2 separate regions of the Triticum aestivum genome follow, and region 1 is linked to region 2. A link is a contact called in public Hi-C data. All regions are on one chromosome and are shown on one strand. Each heading gives the region's core, a stretch centred on a gene start, on an enhancer-like site or on the middle of the called end of the contact. The rest is flanking DNA. Distances are from core to core; before and after follow the strand shown. Region 1 holds the start of LOC123062455 (protein NUCLEAR FUSION DEFECTIVE 4). Region 2 has its middle 120 kb from the start of LOC123058735.

What was found. Hi-C and Micro-C count contacts between places; a contact is called where the count stands out from the background.
Region 1: a contact with region 2 is called in a Hi-C map of leaf, with 5 times the contacts expected there. The contact joins the promoter of LOC123062455 here to the enhancer-like site in region 2. A contact is called at or near these places in 5 of 5 Hi-C or Micro-C datasets (leaf, root and an unstated tissue).

The regions. Positions count from the first base shown.
Region 1 is chr3A:596,318,656-596,325,827 of IWGSC CS RefSeq v2.1, reverse strand. LOC123062455 (protein NUCLEAR FUSION DEFECTIVE 4) reads left to right here and starts at 3,186. Exons shown (of 2, transcript XM_044485976.1): 1 at 3,186-4,413; 2 at 4,661-5,417. The coding sequence starts at 3,278. The coding sequence ends at 5,144.
Region 2 is chr3A:596,146,701-596,153,820 of IWGSC CS RefSeq v2.1, reverse strand. No RefSeq gene overlaps it. Among protein-coding and RNA genes, the nearest start is that of LOC123058735, 120 kb to the right of the region's middle. Within about 2 kb of position 2,905, at least 6 of the 8 cell types and tissues checked have an H3K27ac peak or open chromatin away from gene starts, as enhancers often do. A contact at or near this core is called in leaf, where this site is marked.

The DNA.
Region 1 (7,172 bases), core at 1,937-4,436, 170 kb before region 2:
ATTTTCCCTTTTTGACTGTTGGCGGCCCATCCCCGTTCTCTCTCTCACGCACACATTTTCCCTTTTTGACTGTTGGCGGCCCACGGCCATGTGTCTTTGTTCTCAATTTCACCCCATTGAAAAGCTCCATAATTTCCGAAAGTTCAAATTCTTTCGACGGTTTCATATTCTGAAAACTGGACCAAGATTTTCAGGAAACGAAACTTTAAATTCCGAAAGTAGCAAACACAAGAAATTTCACGAAATAGAAATCACCAAATATCGAAGAATTTTGGCAGGAAGCCACCAAATATGCAGAGTTCTGGTAGGAAGAGGCCCAGCAAGGAAAGAATAAAGCCCACTCTGCTATGACCAACCCGAGTCAAAAACAAATGGCCCAGACCACATATTCAATTGGGCCGACGAGAGGTTTTACGGCGCGCCGTGTCACTGACAACTGGTCCCTACGACTTGCGATCAGCGCAAGTAATTCGAAGCGAACTTGCCGGAGGGGAGCGGACTTCTCGGTCTGCCGTTGCCCACCGGCAGCCGGGAGAGGGCTTCTTCACCTCCTCGCCGTCACGGCAGCGGCCGAGCGGCGTTCAATCCTCCTTCTCCTTGTCCGCAGGCGAGGTCTCGGCGCCGCGCCACCTTGGATACGTCTTTGCGCCCTCAGTTACACGTTTCACCCCTGAGTTCCTCTCAGCTTTCACCCCTGAATTCGCTTGGTCTCACTCTGCGGTTCAACTATCGCGTCCTCCCACTTGCTGAAGTTCACTTGGATTTCGAGACACGCCAAGGCCTTGTCCTCTGTGTTTCCCATGGCGGATGAGAGACGGGGACGCTGCATCAGCAGTGCAGTTCCTCCAAGAAACTACGGCATTCAGAAGAGAGCCGTCATGTCCAGTAAGACTTGCTTCAAGGACGCAAGAAGTGAACGAGGAAATTCTCGAGGACGGCAGCCGAGTCGCCTCGGAGAATGGGCACCGCCAAAATAGTTGAGTGAGGGACTCTGAATCATGAATCATGACGAGAGTTATCATGAGCAAATAAGTGGTGTAGTCTCGAGTCTTGACTGGACCTTTGACACATATCACGTAGAAACGGCAATCCCTTATTGCGAACTTAGGTTGTTTTGACTATCTGAACTGCCTTGGAGCTTCAGATTTCACACACCTAACTGGCTTCTCAAAGCGGGACATGTGGTATCTTCACGCCAGCAGAATGTAGATGGTAGGTTGGTTAGGCCTGCATTCACCCCCTTTTGAACCAGTTGATCATCATCCTACCAATCTTCCCACTCGTCGGACCGAAACTCTGAACTCTGGATGTTGAGCTATGGACTACATCACTTTGGCATAAGGGTTGCACATGGATGCTTTTTTGAAATTCAACCGAAAGGATTGTGACGCGGCGGTTCAGACGACGGAGCAACCGAATATGCAGTCTCTTTTCTGAGTCCTACCATGTGGCTTGTCCTCTCATGTTCTGACGGCGTTTTCATGTATTATTACCGGATGAGATCAGCATTTGCTCAGGGTGATCTCACATTCGTGTACATGATTATTTGTTGCTCTGAGCCTGAACCTGAACCTGAAGGCTGAATGAATGTGATTCGCGTGCCAACCGTGGCCTCTGGATATCTCGGAAATCAAGCGTGTTGGACATGAGTATACGTTTCCATCTGTTCGTCCAGTCCAACACGACGCCACCCATCATCGTGCATCTAGTCGAACGAACGGAAACGGCAGTTCAGTCAGTCCAGCTCCAAGTCCTGTCTGAATGCAGAACGAGATGGAATTCCATCCCTTTCCATTTGTTAGGCCTCAGGTATGGTCAGACTGCACTCCGTACAGGTACAGGAGAGGAGAGGAGCAGCTAGCCCGCCTCCCAGATACCGGCGGCCACCGTATGCCCTGATGTCACCGTTACGCCGTGGGAACGGCGATTAATGGCGGGATCCGTCTTCACGCCGAAGCCGGCCCGAGGCATGGGTGCGAGCGCCAGATTCATTCAGACATGGCTGGGAGCCTGTACACGCCTCGCTCCTACGGGCCTGACATCACCTCTGTTGCCTGCAGGTCATGGCGGGTTCATTTTAATGGCGCCAAGGCGGGACGACAGTAACCGCGGCTGCGAGCGTGGCCGGAGACGCCGAGATTTAACCGTACCTGCGGGGGGGTGATGGGAACGCGGCATTACTGCGCCATGGAAACCGTGGCGATGTTTCTCAGGCGGGTGAAAGTGGCCGCCCGGCCTGAGGGTGACCGCCGGGGGACAAGGCGCCACGGACTCCCGGAGGTTCAGTGCATTTGAAAACGGGGCTGAGGTCGATCCGAGTGGCGGGAAACGCCTTCACGTCGACGCCCGGCTGAATCTCCAAGATGGCAAGAGCCCGTCCGCCGTCGCCCTCCCATATCTCGGACGAAACTGAACCCCACTCGTCGTCGGATACGATCGTACGAATTCGTCCATACCATACATACGTGATACGCGTCCCGTTCGGCTCCGGCTTCCGATTCAAACTAGGCAGGTATTGTGGTATATATGTACTGTATATGCGTCGGGCCAGGAAGGAAGAAGCCAAGCCGCAATCTTGGGAGCTTCCAAGTTCCGCCGACGCCGCAGATCGCGGAGATCGATCTCGGCTCTCGGCGATCGTCGTGTTTGGTTTCGCTTCGGCGTCCGGGGACGGCCAGATTCATCGCCATGACGTCTATGAGAGCTGGCTGGCCAAATGAGTTGTGAACCCTGCAGTCTCCCTGTCGTCGTGGCTGCCGGGTAAACCGTAACCAGCTCGGGGTAACCATGGCCAGGAGCTCGATCCTGCCATAGGTCATCCGCCATTAATTTCTGGCTAGCTAGACAGCTCAGGCTGGTCAGCTTGGAGCAGCAGCGGCCACCAGGTGTCTCGCCGCGGCAGCACCGAGCAAACTTGGAAGCAACCGGCTGCGGTCTGAATTCTGAGTCCTGAGCTCGACCGGATCGGCGTGACAGTTACACCTCGGCCCTGGCACTGCTGGCCTAACTGTGTCCGGCCCGTATACTGGCTGACGGAGAAGCCACATAGCTGAGGCAGCAGCTCGCGGCCACGTCGGAAGCGGGCCCTTAATTGCCGGCGATTTACAGCCACAACCATCCGACTTGGACGAGGAGTCGCCGGTTGGTTTACCACCGGCGGTGCATAAATACCCAGCGGCCACGGGCCATAATTATTATCAGAGCTCCAGTGCCTCCAACACCACCACCACCACCCCTGAGCCCGGACGGAGCACGTACAGCTCTCCCCTCCCCGGCGATGTCGTCGCCTTCCTCGGCCCACTGGCTGAGCCTCGTCGGGACCATCTGGCTGCAGACCATCAACGGCCCCAACTCCGACTTCCCCGTCTACTCGTCGCAGCTCAAGGAGCTCAAGGGCATCTCCCAGGTGCAGCTCAACTTCCTCGCCTTCGCCTCCGACGCCGGCAAGCTCTTCGGCTGGTTCTCCGGGGTCGCCGCGCTCTACGTGCCGCTCCCGCTCGTCGCCTTCGTCGGCGCCTCGTTCGGCCTCGTCGGCTATGGCGTGCAGTACCTCTTCCTCGACAGCCCCGCGCTCAAGTGCTGGCACCTGTTCCTGCTCACCGCCCTCGCCGGGAACGGCATCTGCTGGATCAACACCGTCTGCTACCTCCTCTGCATCAAGAACTTCGCGTCCAGGAGCCGCGTCGCCGTCAGCCTCGCCACCAGCTACCTCGGCCTCAGCGCCAAGGTGTACACCAGCCTGGCCGAGACCATGCCCCGCCTCGCCGACTCCAAGGCCAAGACGTACCTCCTCCTCAATGCCGTGGTGCCGATGATCGTCACCGTGTTCGTGGCGCCGGCCCTCAGGCTGTTCGACCTCAAGAGCGACTCCATGGCGAGCACGGACACGGCATTCCTCGTCATGTTCGCCATCACGCTCGCCACGGGCGCGTGCGCCGTGGTCGGCAGCATCGGCTCCACGGCCAGCGGGCTGTCGTCCAGGGAGCACATGGTGAGCCTCAGCGTGCTTCTGGCCGTGCCCATGCTCATCCCGGCGGCCCTCAAGATCCGCGAGAGCATGAACAAGATCTGGGAGGCCAAGCGCGAGAACAGGATCCACGATCTCGGCACCGACGACGCCGTGGTCGTCATCGAGGTGATGGACCTCGAGACCAAGGAGGAGGAGATCGTCGTGGCGGAGGAGAATCCACAGGAGGAGATCGGAGGCCTCCAGCTGCTCAAGAAGCCGGACTTCTGGCTCTACTTCTTCAGCTACATGTTCAGCGGCACCCTGGGCCTGGTCTTCCTCAACAATCTGGGGCAGATTGCCGAGTCGCGAGGTCTCGGCCAGACTTCCACTCTGGTCTCCCTGTCGTCTTCCTTCGGCTTCTTCGGTCGCCTCCTCCCGTCCTTCATGGACTACTACTCTGCAAAGTAAGCACTTCACCATTCTTTCCACACACACATGCATGATTAGATTAATGCTTATTTTCGTCTGATTGGGCCCTTGGGATCTTCTTGGAGTCTCCCTCCAGGATTCATGGGGGTCCTTTTAAATGGGAAACTTGTAACTATCAACAACTTCTAGTTCTAGAGTCGAATCTTCTCTGCTTTTGTCCATGCAATTTGTTACTTGTTTCCAGAAACAGCAGCTAACTGAATCTGTTGGTTTGTGGTGCAGAAGCGGGCACAGCATATCGCGGACGGGGTCCATGGCGTCGCTGATGGCGCCCATGGCGTGCGCCTTCTTCCTGCTGCTCAACCCGGGCAGCGTCTTCCTGTACGCGAGCACGGCCATCGTCGGCACCTGCACGGGGGCCATCACGTCGGTGGCGGTGTCGGCGACGAGCGAGCTGTTCGGCGCCAAGAACTTCGGCGTCAACCACAACGTCCTCGTGTCCAACATCCCCGTCGGCTCGCTCTGCTTCGGCTACTTCTCGGCGTTCCTGTACCAGCGGGAGGCTGGCGCGCGGGGCGCCGCCACGTGCGCCGGCGCCAGCTGCTACCAGGCCACCTTCGCCATCTGGGGCGCCACCTGCGTCGTCGGCACGCTGCTCTGCGTCGTGCTCTACGTCCGGTCGCGCAGCTTCGCCGGCAGGCTGCCGGTGAGGTTACAGTGGCTGTCGCGCGTAGCTAACTTCCTAGGCGCCCGTCAGAAGGCTTGACCCTTGACGGCGGCGGCCATGGCGGGTGATTTGATTAACTTAGGAGACACGAAGCATCGGTCTGCCGCGATGCGATCGATGTAGCTTTTTGTTTTCTTCTTTTTCATGGCTTTTCTCTTCTTGACTGATCGATCCCACGGAGGGGATGCGTACACAGATCAAGCTGGACTGAGTAGATATTGTGCAGGTTGATCATCACCTTTTCGCTGCAGATATATATGCATATAAAGAGTGATTGAGGAAAAGCAGATTTTTCCTTTTTCTCTTCAAGTATATAATGCTTCTTCATTTCCTTTTATTTTTTTCATGTTTTGGTGGCAGCATGTAGGAGTATCAACGTTGGGATGTTGATGAGTAGTGTACGTACCTGGAGCTGCAATTAACAATTAGTGCATGAAAGCAACAAGGGATGCCCTGTTTAGACTTTTATATGCTTGATTAATTACGAAAGTGGAATTCTACTAATTGATTGTGTAGTTTCGTGAGGTAGGCAGCTAGAGTTAGCTAGCTATACGTGTAGAGAAAAATCTGTTGGGCACATCCGTACATGTACGAGCGATGGAGTGAAAGCTTATAGCGGACCTTCCAAATTACAATAATTGTTCATAACATTTCGCAAAGTATGTGTCCGTAAGTCAGCACGAAAGGTGTCAATCTGCGAAGATCAAGGAAAACTCACCAGGCCGTATTCTTGTGATGTTATCACATGATTTTATAAACAAATCAAACTGTAGAAAAATGGTGACGAGGGAGGCTCCGTAGATCACGAAAATTAACGAAAATTCTAGACTTGATGGCTCGAGTGACAGTGTAACCCGCCTTTCAGGATCTTGTCTTGACCATGTAGCATGGCACACAGTAGGGTTCCATCTGCTATCGACCCGTCCCTTCCGACAATAGCATGCATCACTGGCATGCGATGCGTCCAATCAGCATCACCAATAAACAGGAACTGAGCATGGCACCACTGACATTTTACTAGTATCTATACTACACGCACGAAGGTCGGACATGCGATGCATGTGAGGCAGCGGCCGCCATTAAAGGATGTTCAAGGCTTCAAGCTGGTAGGTCGATCGATGGATCCAGCATCGGCCTCGCTCGTGGTCCTCTCACATGCTGTTCGACTTGGATCGATAGCGTTGCAATGCAATGATAAACGCAAAGTTCAGTTCCATCCTCCTTCCCCATGTACTTGCATGGATGGGCCAACGCCCATTTATTCGCCGAAAGATTGCGGAGCCATCAGCCCTGCCACCCCTGCCGGATGTCATGCTAGCTCTATTTATCCAATCTTTCAGCTGGTGAGCTGATGTGCATTTATGCGTCTATGTGGTTGGCTCGCGCACACCGGTGAGGATGCTGCGGCGCAGCGGCTGCCTCCCCCACGCCGTCGGTGCATGCGGTGATGTCCAGCGCGCGCCCGATGGATAGGTCGCTTGTCTTCAGCCTGGGGTTGGACTCGCTTGGAAACTGACATGACGTTATATCTATGGGCTTGAATCTTGTCACGCTTAACGGACAGCGCACAACGCATGACTTGAACGGACAACGCACAATGCATGACTGATCGATCCATGGCGCACTGGAGCTACCCAGCTAACGAACACGCTGCCTCAAATCGAGCCCAAATCTCGCGCTCTGTGGCTGCTACACTATATATTGTTGCCGCGCCCTCGCCCGGGAAGGAGGAGTGAATGAGGGACGATGCTTGGCGCGGTGCAGTGCAGTTATGGTGGTTGATGGCGGATGGTAATGGCGGCGGTTGTTGAGGAGGCAGAGCCACGCGAGATGGCCATGACATGTGTCCTGTGCGCGCACATGGCTGGCACGCCCGCGAGCGCGGCAAAAAGGAGCCCAGGGTTGGAGACGAAGGCGGAAGTGCGCGCTCTTTTCGGTCCATTTGTAAACGCAGCGATTTGGTGTGCTTCTGCTAGTTATTAGTTGGACATGCTAGTTTGTGGACGCCATGATGATTACGGTCGTGCGTCTCTTGTAGTAATCTTGCTGCTGCTTGCCATTGCTAGT
Region 2 (7,120 bases), core at 1,656-4,155:
CGTTGCACGGAGCGCGCGCTGAAAAAGAAGTTCACAGAGCGGCAAGGCCGGAGCGCGTCCGCGAGCGGGGTGCGTTGCCGTGGCCGGCAGCTCAGCGCCGCGCGCACGTCTGGGAGCGAGCTCTGGACTCTGATCCGCGCTTGGGGCCAAAGCCGCGGAAGCGTGCGGTTCACATCCACGGTCTGATAGGAACACCTGGATCTCTGGGGGCGGGGGGGCCTGGCCGACGACACGACGCAGGTCGGTCGATCCTGCGATGAACTGTGTAGCTTTTGATTCTCGATCGCCCGCATGTGGCCGGCCGGGCGGGGCGGGTGGCCCAGCCGAAGAAAAACGCCAAAAGCTAGCAACGCCGAGAAGCCCTCGTCCGTCAGTAGCCAGCCCTAGTAGGGCGAAAGAGACGGCACGGCATCGGTGGTGCGCTGCGTAGGTTAGTTCACTCATAATAACGATCAAGGAAGGTTTTTTTTTCATTCAGTTGGAGCCATCAAGGAAGATGGCAGTTAGTGTAGTTACGTACGTGATCATCACACGCTCGCTCGCTTTTACTAGTAATTACTCATAATTGTTGCCTCAACTTCTGGTAGGAGTAGTTTACAGTGACGCCGGCCGGTGAAATAGGTCGTTGATACGGTTGCATTGCGATCACTTTATTCTCTGCTTAGCCTTTTCAGGGCATGCTGTACAATGGTTGATAAGACAATTTTTTTTAAATCTTACGTGTAATTTAGGGATGAAAAAAAATATCTACAATGAATCATTTTTTAGCTTTATCTTCAGTAACTAGTGTAGTACTTCCTCCATCCGGAAATATTTGTCGTAGAAATGGATATAAATGGATGTATCTAGAACTAAAATATATCTTTGATACATCCATTCCTCGGACAAGTATTTTCGGACGGAGGGAGTATAATTTCTAATAACATGATGTGACATATTGTGCTAAGAGATCATCTCTGGTCTTCTTTTAAATAAGAGAAGACAAACATTTTTTTTAATTAGTTCTTTTTTCTTCACCTCATCATCTATCCTACTGGCACTCCTAAGATAAATCATTGTACATGCCCTCACACACATGTAAAAGTGACAGCGAGCGCCGTGTGTGCGCTCTAAACCCGGAATGCATGTGTGCATGCGCTTTGTGTTATGTTATGGGCCGCAAAGATCGGTGTCATGGCTAAACCGAAAAGACCAGAGGAGGCATAGCTACGGCCTACGGTCGATTCAGATAAGGGGGGAGAAGAGAAACATTGCGTAGTGACTGGAGCGGTTAGTGGAAATGCCGGACCCTTTGGCACCGCGTGCGCGTGCGCGTGAAAGGGCGAGGAGGGAAAGATGTTAGAAATATTAGCACTTTTCTGACTAATTTAATCCACGAGTATACAGTAAACATGATAAACACGATATACATCTTATATCGATATCTAAGCATGTGAGCACATATAGTACATAGAATCAAAACATTTATAAACATCATATATATGACCAATACATGAACGAGCAAATAGGGGATGAACGAGTCATACCCTCCGGTTGGCCAGGCCAACGCGGCAGCGACAGCGGCAGCCTCGGCATCGGCCGAGGCCTTCTTCTTGGCGGCTTCGTCGTCAGCCATGGAGTCGATCTAGGGAAAATAGTGGATGTGGAGGTGGACTGAGACAGGGATGGATCGGGAGCAATCGCGTCGAGACGCTTCCCAAAAATCTTATTGTCGTTCTTCCGGGCAGGATCTCGAACGACAGGGTTCTAGAGGCACCTGCTCTCCCGACCAAGCGTGCACGCGGTCGTTGAAATGGAATCGCCGAAAACAGCATAGAAGGAGTGAGTGAACTGAGCTAAGGGTTCACTCCACTGGCCCATGCCTTCTTATATAGGTCGTTAGGTAGATGGGCTCATTCCCGCAAACCGCAGCGCGCGTGCGCCGTGGCGAGGCAAGGCGGGCGGCGGCGGAGGGCATGTGTACAACTCATATTTCCAAGCTCCCAATGACATGTGATAGAGCAGACCTTATAAAGGCGCACCACTTTTCTTACTGTAGCAACATGATACTAAACTTTTCACCACTTGTCATGCATCTAAATTGATCGTTAGAGATTAATCAGAGATTATAGTCTTATATAGGCTAAGCCCATCTATAATGCAACAAAAGAGACCTGCATGAGTGCATGCCAAAGAAAGGTGGTATGAACCCCGATCACTCGCGAGTTGTGACGCGTAAAGCGACAGTGAGAGGAAACGGGCCAAGGAACGAAACGAGCTGAAAATAGCATGCATGGAGGATGGAGCTGCCGCGCACTCACCCAGCGCAGCGGATCGAGCAGAGCAGTCCATTGTGCTTGTGCGCGACGAGAGAGGCGGATGGGAAGGAAAGCGACGGCCGCCGCACCGCCGTAATCATATACCCCGGATCATAGTGCGTTCTCCGGTTCGACCCGAGCCCGGCCGGTCGCGCGCCGACCTGGCACGGGCGTCGACGTCCAGAGGGCACGGGTGGCTCTAGTGCTGGGAGGCCCGCCCTGGCTCTGGGCCTCTGGCTGTCGTCGGTCTTGCACGACTGTAATAGCTACCCGGCGCCGCCCGTGCCGTCCATGGGTAAAAGCGTCGTGGACCGACCGCGCCGGCTTTGCGGGAAAATCCCTGCCCGCCGGCAGTCACGGCCCGCGGTGGGTTGGTGCGGTTTGGTGGCCCGGTCGAACGGAAACATTTCACGTTCTCAGCTCTGTCGCCAAAGACATGAGAGAAAAGCTGACCATGGTCTGCATGAAGAGTAGATCGCGCCGTGGACCATTCCGTTTCGCGGAGGCGAGTGTGGCGATCACGACCTCCGCACGGTACATAGTACTACTCATGCAAGCTGCTGGCAGTGGGCCAAGCATTTCCAGGCGAGCCATTGAATGTCGAATCAATTGGACGTCGACCCGCCCCCATGGACAGCGGTCTGTGGGGTTCGTCCGCGTGTGACGCCGCCGTGACGCCATGATCGCGTCGACGCTTGGTCGACGTCGGTCGACCGCGCCGAAACAGAAGCAAAACGGAAACCGCGGCATCACAGGCGAGCTAGCTAGCCGAGCTGTCGCAACAGAGCTACAGAGCCACCAGCACAGCATCGGACGTGCCCACGTGTGCGCGTTTCAAGTGAGATGGCGGCTAGCTGGCTGGCTGGCTGGGGCCTCCCCCACGTAGCGGCCCCGCCCTCGGCGCATCGACGAACTGGGCCATTCAACCGATCGCCCTAGGGCATGGCCTTCATTGCAGCGACTCTGAAACCGTACACCGATACACGTATTAAATGTTTGGATCGTGCTTGCATATGTCTGTTTTGTTAGCTATGTGTACTGTAGTAGTACGTGTATCTACTATTCCCAAACAGGCGGTGTTTATTGTATCCGTATGCATCATGCTGATGCAGATGTGATGCAGTATACACCATGCAAGTGTTGTTACTGTCGGGACAAGAAAAAACTGATCGAGGTGGCTTTTTTGCTGATCCAAGTGCTGTCTCCACAAAAGTTATCCGCGGGAATACACCTTTTTGACCTGCCCTTTCCCGACCGTAGACGGTAACTAGGACTGATACTACTAAACAGGGACAGGGCATTTGAGAAGAACATTTCTCCCATGCACGGGAGGTCCTGTGCATGGGAGGGCCGTTCATTTTTTTCTCGAGATTCGATCTTGTCCATTAATGCTGTTTGTAGTTTGTCAGATCTTTCTCTGACCACATGCAAGCCTATGCTCCATCACCCCATGCTTTGTTATTTTATTTCCATGTTTAAAACTATTTTATCTTTTAAACCAAAAGTACCATTTATGATCCGTTTGCATATTTGTGTTTATGACGAGGAGAACTTTAAAACAAGATCACTTTTGAATTTGTTTCAGCATGTTCTAAAAATAATCAAATTTTAAACAGAATGAAACACTATTAAAAGTACACAAAACTATGAGATACGTTGTCAAACACTATTAAAGTTCATAGTTTTGTTTGAATAACTCACTGTTGAATTTTTATATCAAATTAATAAATTTGTATGAAACAAGTTTGAAGCTTGGTGGTTTACTTGTAAAAATATATATTTTGTAAAAATATATTCAATATTGGTCTTGTTTTAAAGATATTGTCGGAAAAAACACAATTGCGCAAACAGAATGTAAATCAAACTTTTATTTCAACATACAATATGTATCTATTTATTTGGATGAAACTTAGTGAGTAGAATAACATGTGAATGTATGCTAGATAAAAGAAAAAACGTTATAGGTGATGTCAGTGGTCCCACATAATGATAAGCAAGGAGGTGGATGCATACACGGGAGGTCTCGTGCATGGTAGAAAATCCTCTCTCCAGGGCATTTCCATTGCATCTTTCCGAGTGAGTAGCCATAGGCCCGGTCAAAATCTCTCGTATATTTGTGAGCTATTTATATATTGCTAGAGCTAAGTGGGTCGACGAGGTAGGGCTTGATGATGAGATACTCTTCTAGAAGCCTAGAAGAAGGACAAATCTTTAAATTCATGCATGCTAGCTCACCGGTACGTACTCATCTGTAGTGGTAGCGACAGCATGCACTTGTAGTGCATGTAGAGCGTCAAGACAGCTCCATTTTGCCTACATGTCAGTCGTGCATGCTGGCAATGCACGCGGCTTCGCTGAGACAATCCAAGAACAAATGTGTATGCAATTTCGCGTATATCCTTAGCTAGAATACGTAGGATGCGCACTGTGCTAACTACTACTCCCAAGCTAGTGCCAAGCTCTCCCGCGGTCCCGCCGCACGTAGGTACGGCCAACGCTGAAAGCTACTCCAGCTTGATTGATGAGAGCCAAAGCGGGCAGACCCTAGGGCCTAGCACGCGCGGCGTACGTGGTCATTCTCCCGTCTCTGGTCGAGACGTGGAAGGAGGGCAATCGCCGAGTTTTTCGACCATAACTTACCGCCGTGGGCGGTGCCCTCTCCATCGCTGTAGGCAAGGGAGAACTCTCCCTGACATCGTCGATTAATTGAGAAAAAGAAGGCACATTAAACTGCTGGAGCCTTCATCGGTGTCGTCGACCTTACCTAGTACTCCCTCAGTCCGGAAATATTTGTCATCAAAATGGATAAAAAAGGATGTATCTAGAACTAAAATACATCTAGATACACCCCCTTTTATTCATTTTGATGACAAGTATTTCCGGACGGAGGAAGTAGGTCAGTAGAATCAGATATGATGAGGAGGCACGGCCACGGGAGCACGCTTTTGTTTTAAGGGCAAGGTACACTTAATTGACAGAAAGATATGCGCAACCAATATCAGTATATTTACGTGGAAAGGGATGAGAGATGGTCCAGATATTTGGAGAAAAAGGGATCACTTAACTAGTGTCAGCAAAATAAAATGCATTACACAGCAAAATAAAATGCATTACACATGTTACGCCTTAGGCCTTATTCGGTTGAGGTGGTTTTTGAAAGGGAATGGCAGGGTTTGAGGGGGATTAGATCCCCTACAAGCCAAAATCATCTCCAGTCCACTCCAATCCCGCTGGAAGGAGGATTAAACGAACAAGGCCTTATCGGGTCCATTAATCGATATCTATATCTGTACCTATTAATAAAAGGGCTATTGCTTCTGCCCGGCCGGCGTCATATTTGCAGCTGGCTAAGTCAACGGGCTAGAATTTTTATTACGGGCCATTAATTTTTTTATTATGGGCCGCTAAAAATGTTCAACATCACAACCTGCCCTCCCCTCCCTTCTGGCTGTAGCAAACAGAGTTTGTGCCGAAATTCCAGATTTGAATTAACAGTCCCACTCCGACATTTTACATCAAATCCTAGCAACTTGTATACGTTCCAAATTGCAAGAACCAACAAGCCAACAAAAAGAGGATGGGATAAGGCCAATCAAAGAGGAGAGGCGCATGAATCCAACAAAAAATAGTATGGGGGCCCAGCCTAAGAGAAAGGCCGAGACAGAGCCGAGAAGCAACAGGGCGACGAATGCAAAGCAGCGTCTCCAATCACCGCCGCCAAACCGAGCCACCACTGACCATGACGGACAGCAGGCGGCCAGATCCGGGCGGTCTGCGACGAGGATACTAGTTGGGGGCGAGGAGCGATGCTAGAGTAGAGCCATGGCGGCACCGGTCGCTGGGAGGAGACCAGCGTGACGAGTTGGAGAAGAGCAACAAAGGAGCGAGAGGCGCTCGGGCAGGAGGTGCTGTTGAGCTGTGCTGGCTCCATCTCCTTCTTTCTTTTTCTGCTTTTCTCCATTTCCCATTTACAGAAATTAGAGAGAAGGAAAAGAGAAGAAAAAATGGCCAGGGGTTTATAAAATGTCAATTTTTTTACGTGGAGCCTGAGATTTATACTTAGCCCAGGAAAAGAAGTTTTACCCAATTTGGAAGAGTTGAATTCAGAGTCATTTGAATTTAAATTCAACTGGTTTGAATATGAGTAGGATCTAAAAGGGTCTAAAAATATCGATATTTTTGGTGAAGTTCTGATAAATGTAGAAAGAATTAAGCGAAAGGTTTGGAGTTCTATATCGAAGTAGAAAAGACGACGGATATTAGAAAATGCACTTAAATAAAAGCTAGTTCCAAATGATTTTATGAAAAAAACGTTCATATTTAGCTGCTTTCGTGCCTTATTTTTAATTTCAAATATATTTATTCATGTGAATGCATGGGTTTCTTAATTATATATATATATATATATATATATATATATATATATATATATATAATTATAAAAGGAGAAAATTTCTTCACCCATTCCATCATACGTTTGCTCCGTACAGAGTAGCTTGCAGATGGCGGGCCTCATGTTGAGCTCGATGAGATTAATTGTTTAAGTTTTAAGCATGACTAGCATGGTTCACTAACATATGTGTTGTGCGATATTTCTCCCATTACAACACACGAACATATTTACTAGTCTATATCTATATCTAATAATAAAGCGGTTATTCATTCTGGCGGTACGTCACAGAAATTGCCCAGAAAACTGCAAAATATTATCCACCAATGCCACCTATAAGTATCCCTAAAAAGCGCCACGATAAAAACGTTTTACACAGAGGAATCCTCCACCTGAGCCGACCTATATGCAGTACGGACCTCCTATACCGCGC